Linked DNA regions of Zea mays: all the other regions are linked to region 1. The links are chromatin contacts, called in public Hi-C maps. All regions are on one chromosome and are shown on one strand. Each heading gives the region's core, a stretch centred on a gene start, on an enhancer-like site or on the middle of the called end of the contact. The rest is flanking DNA. Distances are from core to core; before and after follow the strand shown. Region 1 overlaps LOC100285749 (coiled-coil-helix-coiled-coil-helix domain-containing protein 4). Region 2 holds the start of LOC100382145. Region 3 holds the start of LOC100192013 (Protein STAY-GREEN LIKE chloroplastic).

The links. Hi-C and Micro-C count contacts between places; a contact is called where the count stands out from the background.
Region 2: a Hi-C map of ear shows a contact between it and region 1, with 2.8 times the contacts expected there. The contact joins the promoter of LOC100382145 here to the enhancer-like site in region 1. A contact is called at or near these places in 3 of 25 Hi-C or Micro-C datasets (ear, leaf and tassel).
Region 3: a Hi-C map of ear shows a contact between it and region 1, with 2.5 times the contacts expected there. The contact joins the promoter of LOC100192013 here to the enhancer-like site in region 1. A contact is called at or near these places in 3 of 25 Hi-C or Micro-C datasets (ear, leaf and tassel).

Annotation. Positions count from the first base shown.
Region 1 is chr2:28,194,584-28,198,886 of Zm-B73-REFERENCE-NAM-5.0, forward strand. LOC100285749 (coiled-coil-helix-coiled-coil-helix domain-containing protein 4) reads right to left here. Exons shown (of 4, transcript NM_001158639.2): 4 at 3,305-3,922. The coding sequence ends at 3,752. Among protein-coding and RNA genes, the nearest start is that of LOC111590845, 14 kb to the right of the region's middle. Within about 2 kb of position 1,883, at least 5 of the 20 cell types and tissues checked have an H3K27ac peak or open chromatin away from gene starts, as enhancers often do. A contact at or near this core is called in ear, where this site is marked.
Region 2 is chr2:28,125,314-28,129,649 of Zm-B73-REFERENCE-NAM-5.0, forward strand. It overlaps LOC100382145, which reads right to left and starts at 1,919. Exons shown (of 6, transcript NM_001174905.1): 1 at 1,375-1,919; 2 at 564-662; 3 at 1. The coding sequence starts at 1,830.
Region 3 is chr2:28,067,501-28,071,401 of Zm-B73-REFERENCE-NAM-5.0, forward strand. LOC100192013 (Protein STAY-GREEN LIKE chloroplastic) reads right to left here and starts at 2,609. Exons shown (of 3, transcript NM_001137437.1): 1 at 2,355-2,609; 2 at 1,943-2,263; 3 at 794-1,863. The coding sequence starts at 2,483. The coding sequence ends at 1,615. LOC100384583 (Protein CHROMATIN REMODELING 24) reads left to right here. Exons shown (of 20, transcript NM_001347190.1): 15 at 1-44; 16 at 126-220; 17 at 575-703; 18 at 843-914; 19 at 992-1,124; 20 at 1,199-1,532. The coding sequence ends at 1,330.

The DNA of each region.
Region 1 (4,303 bases), core at 633-3,132:
CTTCCAGCCAAGTCCTTTTTTCTTTCTCTTTTCTCTGATTCTAACACTTAGACAAATATATTAGTACACAAAACCAATGTACTAAGTCTAGAATCATACCTTCTTGTTGATTTGCACTTCATCCATCATTTGGCATATAATTACTCACTCAATATGTGTTGGGCACTTAATCACCAAAATATACTAGAAATGATCCAACGACACATTTCCCTTTCACTTAGTGTCCCATTTGATTGAAGAGAAAAACTCACTCGGTCTAAGTGACCGTTTGAGAGAGGGAAAGGGTTGAAAGAGACCCGGTCTTTGTGACCACCTCAACGGGGAGTAGGTTTGCAAGAACCGAACCTCGGTAAAACAAATCACTGTGCCATCCGCTCTTATTCGCTTGTGATTTGTTTTCGCCCTCTCTTTCGGACTCGTTTATATTCTAACGCTAACACCGGCGTGTAGTGTGTGCTTAAGTTTATAAATTTCAGATTTGCCTATTCACCCCCCCCCCTCTAGGCGACTTTCAGACCTCATGACCCTGAGCCTACACATACCCTAAGGCGCCAGTGCTTTCGAGGCTTGTATCGCTAGGCAGGGGCGGATCTCCACCCGGGGCTGCCTGGGCTGCAGCCCCGGTCGGCATTCGCGGCCCAGTAAAGGCCCATCGCCGCGTGACCTAGCCGTAGACGCCCAGCCCCAGCTCCAGCCGCCGCTCCCTGTCTCTCTCTACGGCTCTACCCGCCCCTGCCTCCTCCAGCTCCAGGCCGGACGCCGCCCGCCAGCGGCAGCGTCGAGCGCGAGCACCCGGTCCACGGCATCCTGCACGTCGGACTGGCCCAGCCGCTATGCCTCCTTGTCCTGCTGGAGCGTGGCGCGGACGTCGCGCTCGAGCTGCTTCCAGAGCCGCGTGGCGTTGCGCTGCTCCTCGGCGAGCTGCGACAGCTGGACCCTGTTGGCGACGGCCATGGTGACCGCAGCCCGTAGGACCATAGCGCGCTCGCCCGCCACCGCCAGGGCGCCTGGCGCGGAGGCGCCAGCCCGGCCGCGGAGCGCCGGAGCTCGGAGCCGCAGCCTGCAACCGTGCAGCGCGCTCGCCCGCTAGGCCGCCACCGCCAGGCGCGGAGCCGCGGGTCGCCGCAGCCGCGCAGCGCGCTCGCCCGGAGGCCGGACCGCCGGAGCCCGAAGGCAGGAGCACTGCCGCAGTGCACGGTCCACGCCGACGTCGCAGTCCACCGTATTTCTTGTATTTCTAGAATTTGTATTGACTTATTTTTGGACTACATATTTCTTGGATATTTAAATTATATCTTGCTTCTTGTGTCATATTAAACATCAATTAAAGTTTTTTGTTTGGTATAATTTTTTTTATAGTCTTAGCTTGGTAGCCCCTCTCTTGGATCAATCCTGGATCCGCCACTGTCGCTAGGTGCCATATTGCACGAGCCGGTGTCTTATTTGTTAGATGCCCCACAGAGCAAGGGGGCCTAGGGGCTTACTCGTTAGGTGCCCCATGCATGAGGGGCTTCTGTGGGCTTATCCACTAGGTGCCTTGGGGCATGAGGGGCCTTGGAGGATTTATATGTTAGGTGTGTCGAGGCATGAGTGGCCCTGGAGGCTTTATCTGTTGGGTGCCCTAGTGCACTAGGGGCCCCAAGAGCCTTATTTGTTAGGTGCCCGAGGCGCGAGAGGCCTCATAAGCTCATGTACTTGTCGCCTTAAGGCATAAGCCTATGGTCTTATTTATTAGGTGTCTCAAGGACACGGCGGACCCTAGGGGCTTATTAGACATAAGCTTCGATGCATGTACTAAATGCATGTGGAGTCTCGCGAGCCAAGTTGGTAGTCATTCTGAGGTGTGTGGATCCCTTCGACTAGGATCCTTGAGCATGTCTCGACACTAGTACGGGTATGCCCTTCCCTATGTGTCAATAAGTGTGGTGCACATTAATTGTCTTTAGTGCTACGTAGCTCAAATGTGGTCCAAAAGGTATTTTAAACAAACCTCGTTTATAGAGTTTTCAAAACTATAAGTATCTGGGTACTTTTAGAGGCGCCAGACCTTAAGAATCAGGGTCATCAAACCAATGGAGATGGCCCTCCAACTGGATTAATAGTGAAGGCATAATTGTTGAACCTGTGAAGTAGGTCGCGCAGACCATTATGGATGAGTACGACGGTCTATGTAAATAAACTATAGAGCTCCATTGTATGTCAAACTGGTCCAACGAAGGACGATGCAACTGCAACAAGTAGGGTTATTCCTATAGGAGTATCAAACCCTATGAATAGGGTGACAGACAGACTGTCGAGTCCTAGTCTGATGCTCTCTAGAGAGGTTTTATGAGTGTCAGACTGGTCCTGCAAAGGACTTTGGACCATACACTACATGTTGTACACTCTAACGACTATGTCTAACATGCTAAGGATATAGTGACTGTTGTGTCTCATCATACCAAAGAGAATCATCAAATCCATTTTCGTTGGACAATTCGAGGATTTTGCCCAAAGTTATTATAATTATTAGTTGGTCAATTAGGGGTTATAAATACACCCCCAACTCATCCTTCTAACTCTCGTCAATTCTAATTGCTCAAGAAAATTATTTGAGTGTGAGAAGGATCCTTTGGCTACCGAGGGACTTGAAAGTTGGTAATCACTTGATTAACAACCTCATCAGCGCATTAAGGTTAACTAGTGTGCACCCATTTTTCATATTAGCCTTGACTAAGTCAAGTGAAAAGTTTATATTTTTTTACTCTTGGTGATCAACACAGTTTGTTGGCGTTCAAAAGTTTGGTGATCACCTAAAGAACTTGTGAGTGTTCCAACTTAAACATGTACATGGTTGTGAGCAGTTCATCACACCAAAAAGGCGAAGAACCGGTTTATAAAAAGCATTTAGTCCTTATGCTAACAAAGGGGAAGTGACACCATTGCATGTATGCTCCAATAAGAACTAGTGGAGAGCAAAGTATCGAGATGTTCCTAATCCTTCATTTACATTTGAGCAATTTCTTTCAAGTATCTACTTATTAGAATTGCCATGCTAGTATAGACTATAGAGTCAAAAATTAGTGTGCAAAACTTTTTATTATTCTATTATGCATAAGGGATAAAGTTGAGCTTGTTTATAGTTTAAAATTTGTGAAAGAAAATTTAGAGAAGCCTAATTCAATCCCTTTTGGACATCTTAATCCTTTTACACATTGACATACCTTTTGGTAATTATGAGTATTTATCACTTGAACAAGAATAATCCACCACAAAAACCTAGAAATCCAAACACTCTAATTATTATAGTTCATAACCTAGATTATGATAATCATATGTATATTTCATAGTATAATAATACAGTGGTGATCAAATATGCCCTGTATCTAGGAATCGAATTACAAGTTCATCAGTTCTCGATTGATACTTGAAATGACATGTACATTCTAAAATTGTGGATACCATGAAGCATTTCTTATACACAAAATATGGGTATTTCTGTTAATCAATTTATGATACCTCGCTCTCTGAAATCAGTCTACTACTGGCAAACTTAGGGCTTGTTCGGTTATTCCTGTCCCATGTGGATTGGATGAGATTAGAAAAAATATGAAGGATTTTGACTTGTTCAGGATTTAAACTCATCCAATCCCACCCAATCCACATGGATTGAGATCACATGGATTGAGAGGAAAGCGAACAAGCCCTTATAGTTGAATAAGGTGAGTCTGCACACTGGATGAATATCACTATCAGTTAATACCAAGCAATCTCAAACCTTAGGTTTGGATTCTCTGGACCATGATGGAGCTCTAACTTTCAGGTTGGACTTATCTGCCTCCTCATCATTTTCCTCTTCCTCCAGAATCTCCTTAGAGAATGCCTCTGGATTTGCTTTGATGCAGTCCTGCAATGTGATGAAGGGTTTCACGCAATCTGATCCCTGGAAAGGCATATACATCAAATTTTGGTGCTAGTTAATTCATATATACAAGAAAACGATACATGGTCCAATAATAAGTTGTGCGTGATACTGAATTTTATGGAGGATACAAAGTTTTGAACGTGGCAATATGCAAACAGCCAGAAATTTTTAAGGGAAAAAAAAACTAAGCTCAGTCAAGTTAGCAATTCAATATTCTAAAAGTTTTCCAGATATGAAGAACAAGCATACACATGAAACTTATTGATGTAAAAGTACATAGATATCCACAAGACAACAAGTGCTTTTGAGTTGACCAACAGAATTACCTTAATAAATGGCTTATACAAGCATTGTTGTCTTGTCTAAGTTAAATTGACAATGATACCAGTAGTTTTATAT
Region 2 (4,336 bases), core at 669-3,168, 69 kb before region 1:
TCTGAGCACACATAAAGTATTTATGAGTCTGTTATTTGCAATGGAAAGAATTTCCAGTAGCAAAGCAAACATTAAATTAGTTGTCACTAGCAATACATATAGACATGTCAGTGTAATGAAATTCCAGTTTGCAAATAACATTATTGTTCTGGCCTACGCAGCACAAAATTTTAATGGGTTTCGGCACTAGTTAACAATAGCATCAACTCACTAACTCTACTGACAGCTAGTGACATTTTGCTTTGAGCACAACCAACACTAGAGTAAATAAGCAAGTATATCCAACCTACCATTTCAATATCATTTATCTAAGGGCCTGTTTGGAACCACCCAATTTTTAAGAAACCGGTTTATGGAAACTGAGGTGGTTCCAAACATACTAGTTTATGCCTCAGTTTATAGAAATTGGATTCACAGTTTCTTCAAAACCAAGAAGCTAGCCTCTCCTAGCTAAAAAATAAAAACGGGTTTCTTAAAAACTGGGTTTCTTCCAAACAGGACCTAAATCAGTTTCTCAAATCAAAAATAAAAGTATAAAACCAATGGAAAAATAGGCAACATACCTTTTGCATTAGGTCCTGAAGAGCAGGATAATTTATTGCCTCCCTGCCCTTCTGAAACAGATCATCTAGTGACTTCAACAAGAATATATTCTTACTCACCTACAGAGGAATACTTCTTTAATATTAAGTGCCAACAAAACCTAGACACCAAATAGTTCTAGATTGCAATCTGTTTGCGAAAAAATAGCATGCAAATGGGAAAATATCAAATTTAGGATAACATCAAGCTTGCAATCAACAAAGAAAGAAAGGCAGAAAGCTCAAATTTGCTTTAGCACCTCTACATATTTAAAAAGGTATCTAGTTGATGACTATAGAGGAGTAAATTTATAAAATGTTTTAGAACTGAAATTGCAGGCTCTTTTAGTTTAATTTAAGAAAGGCTGTAAAAAGTTTATTTAGGGGGTGTTTGGTTACACCCCGCTAAAGTTTAGCCCCTATCCCATCGAATGTTTAAACCTCCGTTCCGGGTATTAAATGTAGTCGGATTATAAAACTAATTTGTCAGCCGAAGATTAAAAGACGAGACGAATCTAGTCCAATTGGTTGGGTCTATATTTCATACTCCTATTTAAAAGTCAAACGCTTGATGTGACCCGGGCTAAACTTTAGCAGGAGCAACCAAACACCCCCTTAGTATAATTCCAAGATGCTATACAGTAATGCAACAGATAGATAAATTTGCGAACACAAATTAGCTGCTGAAAGAAGGAATGGAATCTATCATTTATCATTTCCCATCACTCTGACAAAGCAAACCCTCTAAACAGCAAATCCAATGAAGCTAGACCCTGCAAACCAATGTTCCTACCCTTCGCTTCTTCTTAGTGTGCGGCGAGGTGAACTTGCGCACGGTGCGGACGACCGCGAGCACAAAGGAGACCCCGACGTAGGCGAGGGGAACCGCGAGAAGCCATGGAACAGGGCTAGAGCCAACACGGGGCCCTGGGATGGCCTGTGTGACGGTGCCAGTGAACTCCACGAGGTCCAGCGCCTTGTCCTGGATCCAGGGCATCTCCTCCTCGACCTCCTCCTCCTCTTCTTCCACGTCCCGCTTCGGGACCGCGCTGGGATTCGCGGGCTGACGCGAGGCGGCGGCAGCAGGGGGCTGGCTGCCGGCGCGCTTAGCGCGGACGACGAGAAGCGGCGCCGGTCGCCGGGGCGCTGTACGGGCGGGGATGGTTAGGCTGAACGGGCAGCGACGAAAACAAACGCTACCGCGGTCCATCGGGGCGGCGAGCGGATGAAAGAAAGAGGTGGTCGCCATCGAGGTGGCGCTGGGATTAGGGCTTATCGTGGTAGGGGCTTCAGGTGGAGGAAGTTCACCGGCAGCGGAAAGGTTTGGAGGAAGAGGACGACTGAACGAGCAGGGAATACGGGCCGAGCGGCCCAGTAAGGAACAGCTGATGTTTGGAGCATCTCCAACAACATGATTTAAAATAGTACCTTAAAAATTAAAATACTATATAATTCAAATTGTTTAGTGTACTAGTGATAAATTACGCTCTAACAGTTAAGTCCTAAATAATATATTTTCGAAAATGAATTATGTTATTAAAAAATAAAATGTTGAGAATGCTGTAGAAAATAAAGATAGGTACTAGTCTAGGGTGTAGTATATTTGTGTTACTTTATGGAGTGCTCTATATTTTTTTCACAAAAAAATTATAAAATAGAGCACGGTTGGAGTTGTTTTTATGTGTTGAACCCTATATTTTAAGATAGAGCACTGGTTTAAGGCACAATTAGAGATGCTCTTACATGTATGTCATTATAAACAATCATATTTTTTCTATAATATGAGTCGATAAAGCTGATCCTTAATTTCTCATCTCATCTCTATTTCAAATTTCATTCTACAAACAATACAATTTTACGTCCCTATTTTACACTGTCCGCTTTAAAGTTCTCTCCTATGGTCGCAAGAAACTTCTTTTCTTTGTAGACCACCACTGTCGTCTATTTTTCTAATGACAGCAGTTAACATCCAATGAAAATGATGTTTTTCCCTCAGTAGAAAATGCATTTAAAAGGTTATTTTCTCTCTCTAATGTCACTGTAACGGCATGTATTTTGCATTAAAAAATAATTTTTTACTCTGATACCATGGTGACAGCTTATATGTGCATATATGAATTTCCAATAACTATAATAAATTTATAATACATCTAAAAAAGTCCCACAATTGTTACAACCAAAACTACGGTTTAATGACATGTTTGGTTATATAACTAAGGTGCCAAAAGTTACATATTTTTCGTTACACTTGTCTAAGATAAGATTAGGCACTTAAATTATTCGCGCACATCTTATCATGCGTAAGATAAGAGAATTTCGTCACACCTTTTAAGTTATTGATAAGTGAGACCTACACAGCAAGAGAAAAATCTTGCTACAATCGTGGCTACAAACCAAACATAGGCCTAAACTGGTGAAATCTTCCTAATCTTAGACGTGATAAACTATAGTGAGAGTGCCAGCGAACCAAACAGATTCTAAATCAAATAAATCGAGACATAAAGGGTCCAAAATTATCATCTAGAACATATAGAAGTACATTTCAATGTCTAGAACTATTTAACTTAAATACTTATTTTGGTTGTTGCAATTATAAAAAAATAATACATTGCAAATTTATTATATTTATTAGAATTGTTTATGCGCACATAGAGAAATTAAGTTTCATGCTACAGTAGTGCAGAGCTAAAATTTTGCACTAATATGGAAGAAACTGTGATATTTTACAATGGCACATAGGTAAAAGAGTCTAGCTAGCCATGTCGAACAATATGATATGCTATGTCGCTATACCCTTCCATTTTAAAAAAAAAAGACATAGGAGCATCTTCAAGTGTCTTTTTAAAATTTGCTTTCTAAATTATCATCTGAAGAGTTGGTTGTACCCTCCAATAGTTTACCTTGTGCACACTTTAAAGTGCTATACTCATTTTTTATTGTTAACTAATGAAAAATTTAGAATAAAGCATGTCAATATTTAGAGATCTAAATAAGATCTCGGAGGGTGTTTTTTCACTACCATCTCTATTTCTCTAAATTAAATAGAATGTAAATAGTTTCTTAGAGGTGCTCTAACGATTTGCGATGTCTCCTTACACGCTTATTTGTTTGCATTAGACTATGCATGCATCCTAAATTAGCACAAACATATATAATGCATTGATGTTCAATTGTTCTACGCAGAAGACATGTCTAACACTCTAACTAGTGCATAGCTAGTAAAATTCATATGAAAAAAAGGATAAAAATCATGTGCATTAGAGGATAAAATTCCTACGACTTTGTCTTGTAAGTACATATGGACCTGAAATGTGTTATGTTCATATATATTTTTACAAAGTAACTCTATATCTCAGTTTTTGATACAATGTGCATCTATAGATGTGCTCCATTTAAAAAAAGCTTATAGGTATGTGCTTCACTGAGGTCTTTATTATTGCACGGAATGAAAGGTTTGCATCCAGCATTATCCATAATACGATTTTGTTTTAGTTACTTATATTTTGTTACATGTAGTCATCTTCATACCTTTATGTGCTACCATATATCTCTCATGTTATAGGAGAGGTGGGAAGATGGGGGAGTGTCATGGTTTCGGAAACCAGAGGGACAATAAAATTTTTGTTCGGGATGGGAGGCTAGCGCAGACTCACACTGAATGGTGAATCGCATGTGACTCGAATAAATGGTTAAGATAGAGTGATTATACTGGTCCAGGCTTTCGCCTAGTCCAGTGTAGTACTGATCCTTGTCTT
Region 3 (3,901 bases), core at 1,359-3,858, 130 kb before region 1:
CAGCTACGGAGCAAAAAGAGCAAACACGTTACTTCAGCAAGAGTGTACTTGTTCTGATCCCATTTCCTGTCATTGTCTGTTTAATTCCTATTAGATACTTATGCGTGTCCTGTTCTTGCCCTCAGGAGATTCAAGAGCTATTTAGTTTGCCACAACAAGGATTTGATGTTTCCCTCACACATAAGCAGTTGCAAGAAGAGCATGGTCAACAAGTTGTTCTGTAAGAGATCTGTTTTCATTAAACTTCTTTTAGTTGCAGGACAATTAATTTGATCTGGATGGTGCAGTCTTATGTGTCATGTTGTAGATCATTGATGGTTATAATAATAATAATAAATTTATATGCATCATTACATAAATTTGTAATGTTACTGTGGCGACAAATAGGCAGAACCGGCACACCATAAGCCATCGATACTCTGGGAGTTTTGTAGGCGTTTTGATATGCACAAAGCATTCTTTATTTGCAGAAGGCAATAGAATTCAATAGAAACATGCACCTCTTGTCTCCAGATGGATTTCCTGCTTTGCACTAATTCAGTGAAACCTGGTGGGTTTGTTACGCATCTTACAGGGATGAGTCCTTGAGGAAGCATATACAGTTTCTGGAGCAACAAGGAATAGCCGGTGTGAGTCATCACAGCCTCCTATTCTCTAAAACTGCAACCCTGCCCACTCTGAGTGAGAATGATGCACTGGACAGGTTAGTGTTACAGCTTTCAATATTATAGCTATTCATAGATTCATTTCTTGTTACTGAAAGTTTTGAGCGTGTCTCCAGTTCCCTTACCTTGCATTGATGTTATGACATATTTATGATTGTATACTGTTTTTACATGTAGCAAACCTCGGGGCATGCCCATGATGCCCCAGCAATATTACAAGGGATCCTCATCTGACTATGTCGCCAACGGGTAAGGATGGCCATGTTCTCCTTCTCCCTGCATGATTGTACTGTACTGTTTAAACTTTGTGTTTGAATTTTGTGCAGGGCATCTTTTGCGCTGAAGCCAAAGGATGAAAGTTTCACTGTTCGAAACTACATTCCAAGTAACAGAAGCGCAGAGAGTCCTGAAGAGATAAAGGCAAGAATCAACCGGCTTTCACAGACCCTCTCCAACGCTGTAAGTCATCCTGTCACGTGAAACTTGTATACACAGATAGATGAGTGTAAAATAAATTGTTGAATTGAATGTAGGTGCTGTTGTCGAAGCTACCAGATGGTGGTGAGAAGATAAGGAGGCAGATAAATGAGCTGGACGAGAAGCTGACTTCTGCTGAGAAGGGGCTGAAGGAGGGGGGCACTGAAGTGATTTCCTTGGATGACTGATCCAAGACATGGAGAGTCTGTGCTCGGCAAAAGTAAAGTGTTTTGAATAGCTTTAGTCACTGGGTTGTGACTAGCATCAATCAAGTCTGCTCTTTTTGCTGCATCTCTGGGCTGGGTCTATCGTTTATGCAATACAATGCTTTTTCTGATGATGATTATATGAATAATATAATCCCCAGACAAAGCAGCAACCATTACAGTCAGACAGAGATGCAGAATGCTTGGTGGGTTTGCTTGATCACTCTATAGTCCGTCCGTTCATTGTATAGGCGGCTGAATCAAAATCAGAGGAGAAGGGCGAGCAGGGCGTTAAAGATAGTCTTCTTCTTGGTGATGGCGCTCTGCAGTTGGTCCAGCTCCAGCAGGTGGTGGTTCCTCCTGGTAGTTGTGGCAGCCTCCCAGAGCGGGCCCCAGCACTCTAACCGGTTGTACTTGCGAGAGCTGGAGTGGAAGTGCACCCACACCTTGGCCTCCATCAGCTCCGGCCTGTCGGCGAACAGAGCGGCGTCGCCATGAACCACCGCCTTGAGGACCTTGATGCATGAGACCAGATCCATCAATCATCAGCCTACTGTCTATAAGGTTAAAGTTGGTTAGTTGGAACGCACGTACCAGCGGTAGCTCCTTGGAGAAGACGTAGTATCTGAAACCTGCGGCCAGCTCCTGCAGGAGGTTGGCGCCGCTGACGAAGCAATGCACCTGCAGCGTCATCTCCCCGGCGGTTTCCTTCCACTCTGCCACCACGTCGTCCCTCTGCAGCGTCGACTTGCGCAGCTGCTCGCTACTCATCACGCCCAGCGTCAGGTTCGCCGTCAAGTCGCAGTGGGTCAGAGTGTAGGCTCTGGGGAAAGGAGGCCGGAGCTCCTCCCCGGCGAACTCCACCTTGAGCTTCGCTGCATTGAAGGTCGTGGGAGGTCCCAAAATCTTTGCGGCCTGCAGCAGATGTATATATATCGACACACATTTTAACTAACTAACTAACTAATTAATCAATCAGAACAAAAACCATGCATAGCATACCTACCAGGGAGCAGTAGGCATCCGCTGTCCTGGCGTCGCAGCTGACGACCAAGAGACGCGGCGGGCCACCCATCCTCCTCCTGCTCGCAACGAGCGCGCGGCTACGGGCCGCCATGGATGCTGCTGCCGCCATCTTCAGGGTCAGACGATGCAGGGGCAGCAGGCCAGGCCCCCCTAGCTCTCTCTCATGGTAATGCGGTTGCGGTGTCTCTTCCTCTCTTCTGTTCTTGGTGTTAATGCGGCCGGCGACGTCCAGGAGGGGTGCGGTGTGGAGTACTGGAGGAGGAGAGGAGAGCTGGGGAGGGAGGGACGTGGCCGCTGCGCCGGTTTGTGGCTGTGGAAGCCTGGAAGGAAGGAAGAAGGTTGACGGGGCACCAAGCGGCCCTCCCTCCAGCCACGGGAGACAGCTGGCATGTTTCTACTGGCTGTCCTGTCCCAATAAGGATAACGGCACTGACGACGACTTGAACGACTCTAGGCAAGGAGGCTCCAGACGACTTCAGGTAGGGAACAGAGGATCTAGCTCCAAGCAATGTTAGAGTTGGTGTCAATGAACCAAGGGTATTCTTCCATCTACTATTTTTCAATTTAACTCTAACAAACAAGTGCTAGTTTCAATCTGTAGACACAATTTAACTAACTGCGATTTTTTTGTGATTCATAGGCAAATAGCATCAAAATTGAAAATCATGGTTAGAGTTGAATCGTATTTTAGTTTGCTGGAGGCCCCAAAGCAATATTGCAAAGATAGCTATAATTTGTTGCAGCCAGTTAATGACATTGCTCAACATCGTATATGGGGGTCTAAGAAATACTTAACACTATGGTGTGAGTGCAGCGATGATGAAGTGTATGTTGAGATTAAAAGTGACGAAAATTTGCTGGATTGGTTCCAATTGAATATAGAGAAGGAAGAAGCGAGTTGCTAAAATCAAAAGTTTTGATAGTCCATTGCAGTTTTCTCCAACCAAACGTAGGTGTCATCCTATGTTGTATTGCTGATGATGTCTATATGCTTGAGAGCTTGAGCCTGAGAGTGTCCGTGTTCATTGAAAGAGAAATAGGGTTTAAACCTTTTTCTAAATGATTTTGGTGGTTTAATGTCCAACACAAATTAATTGGACTAACTAGTTTGCTTTAGATTATATATTCTATAGATGCTAAAGGTTCAACACAAACCAATAAAAAGATCTAAGTTAGGGTTCAAAAGAAAAGAGCAAAAGAAACCGAAGAGAACCCTGGTCTGGCACACCGGACTGTCCGGTGTGCCACCAGACAGTGTCCGGTGCACCGGGGGCCGCACAGTTTAAACTCTTCACCTTCGGGTTTCTCAGACGCCGCTTCACTATAATTCACCGGACTGTCCGGTGTGACAGCGGAGCAACGGCTAGCGAGCGCAACGGTCGACTCCAAGGGTCGTCTGCAACGTGAACAGTGCGCGGACAGTTCGCGCAGAGTCAGAACAGCGCCAGAAGGCGCACCGGACAGTGAACAGTGCCTGTCCGGTGCCCCAAGATGTCAGAGCTCCAACGGTCGAAACCGTCAGAACCC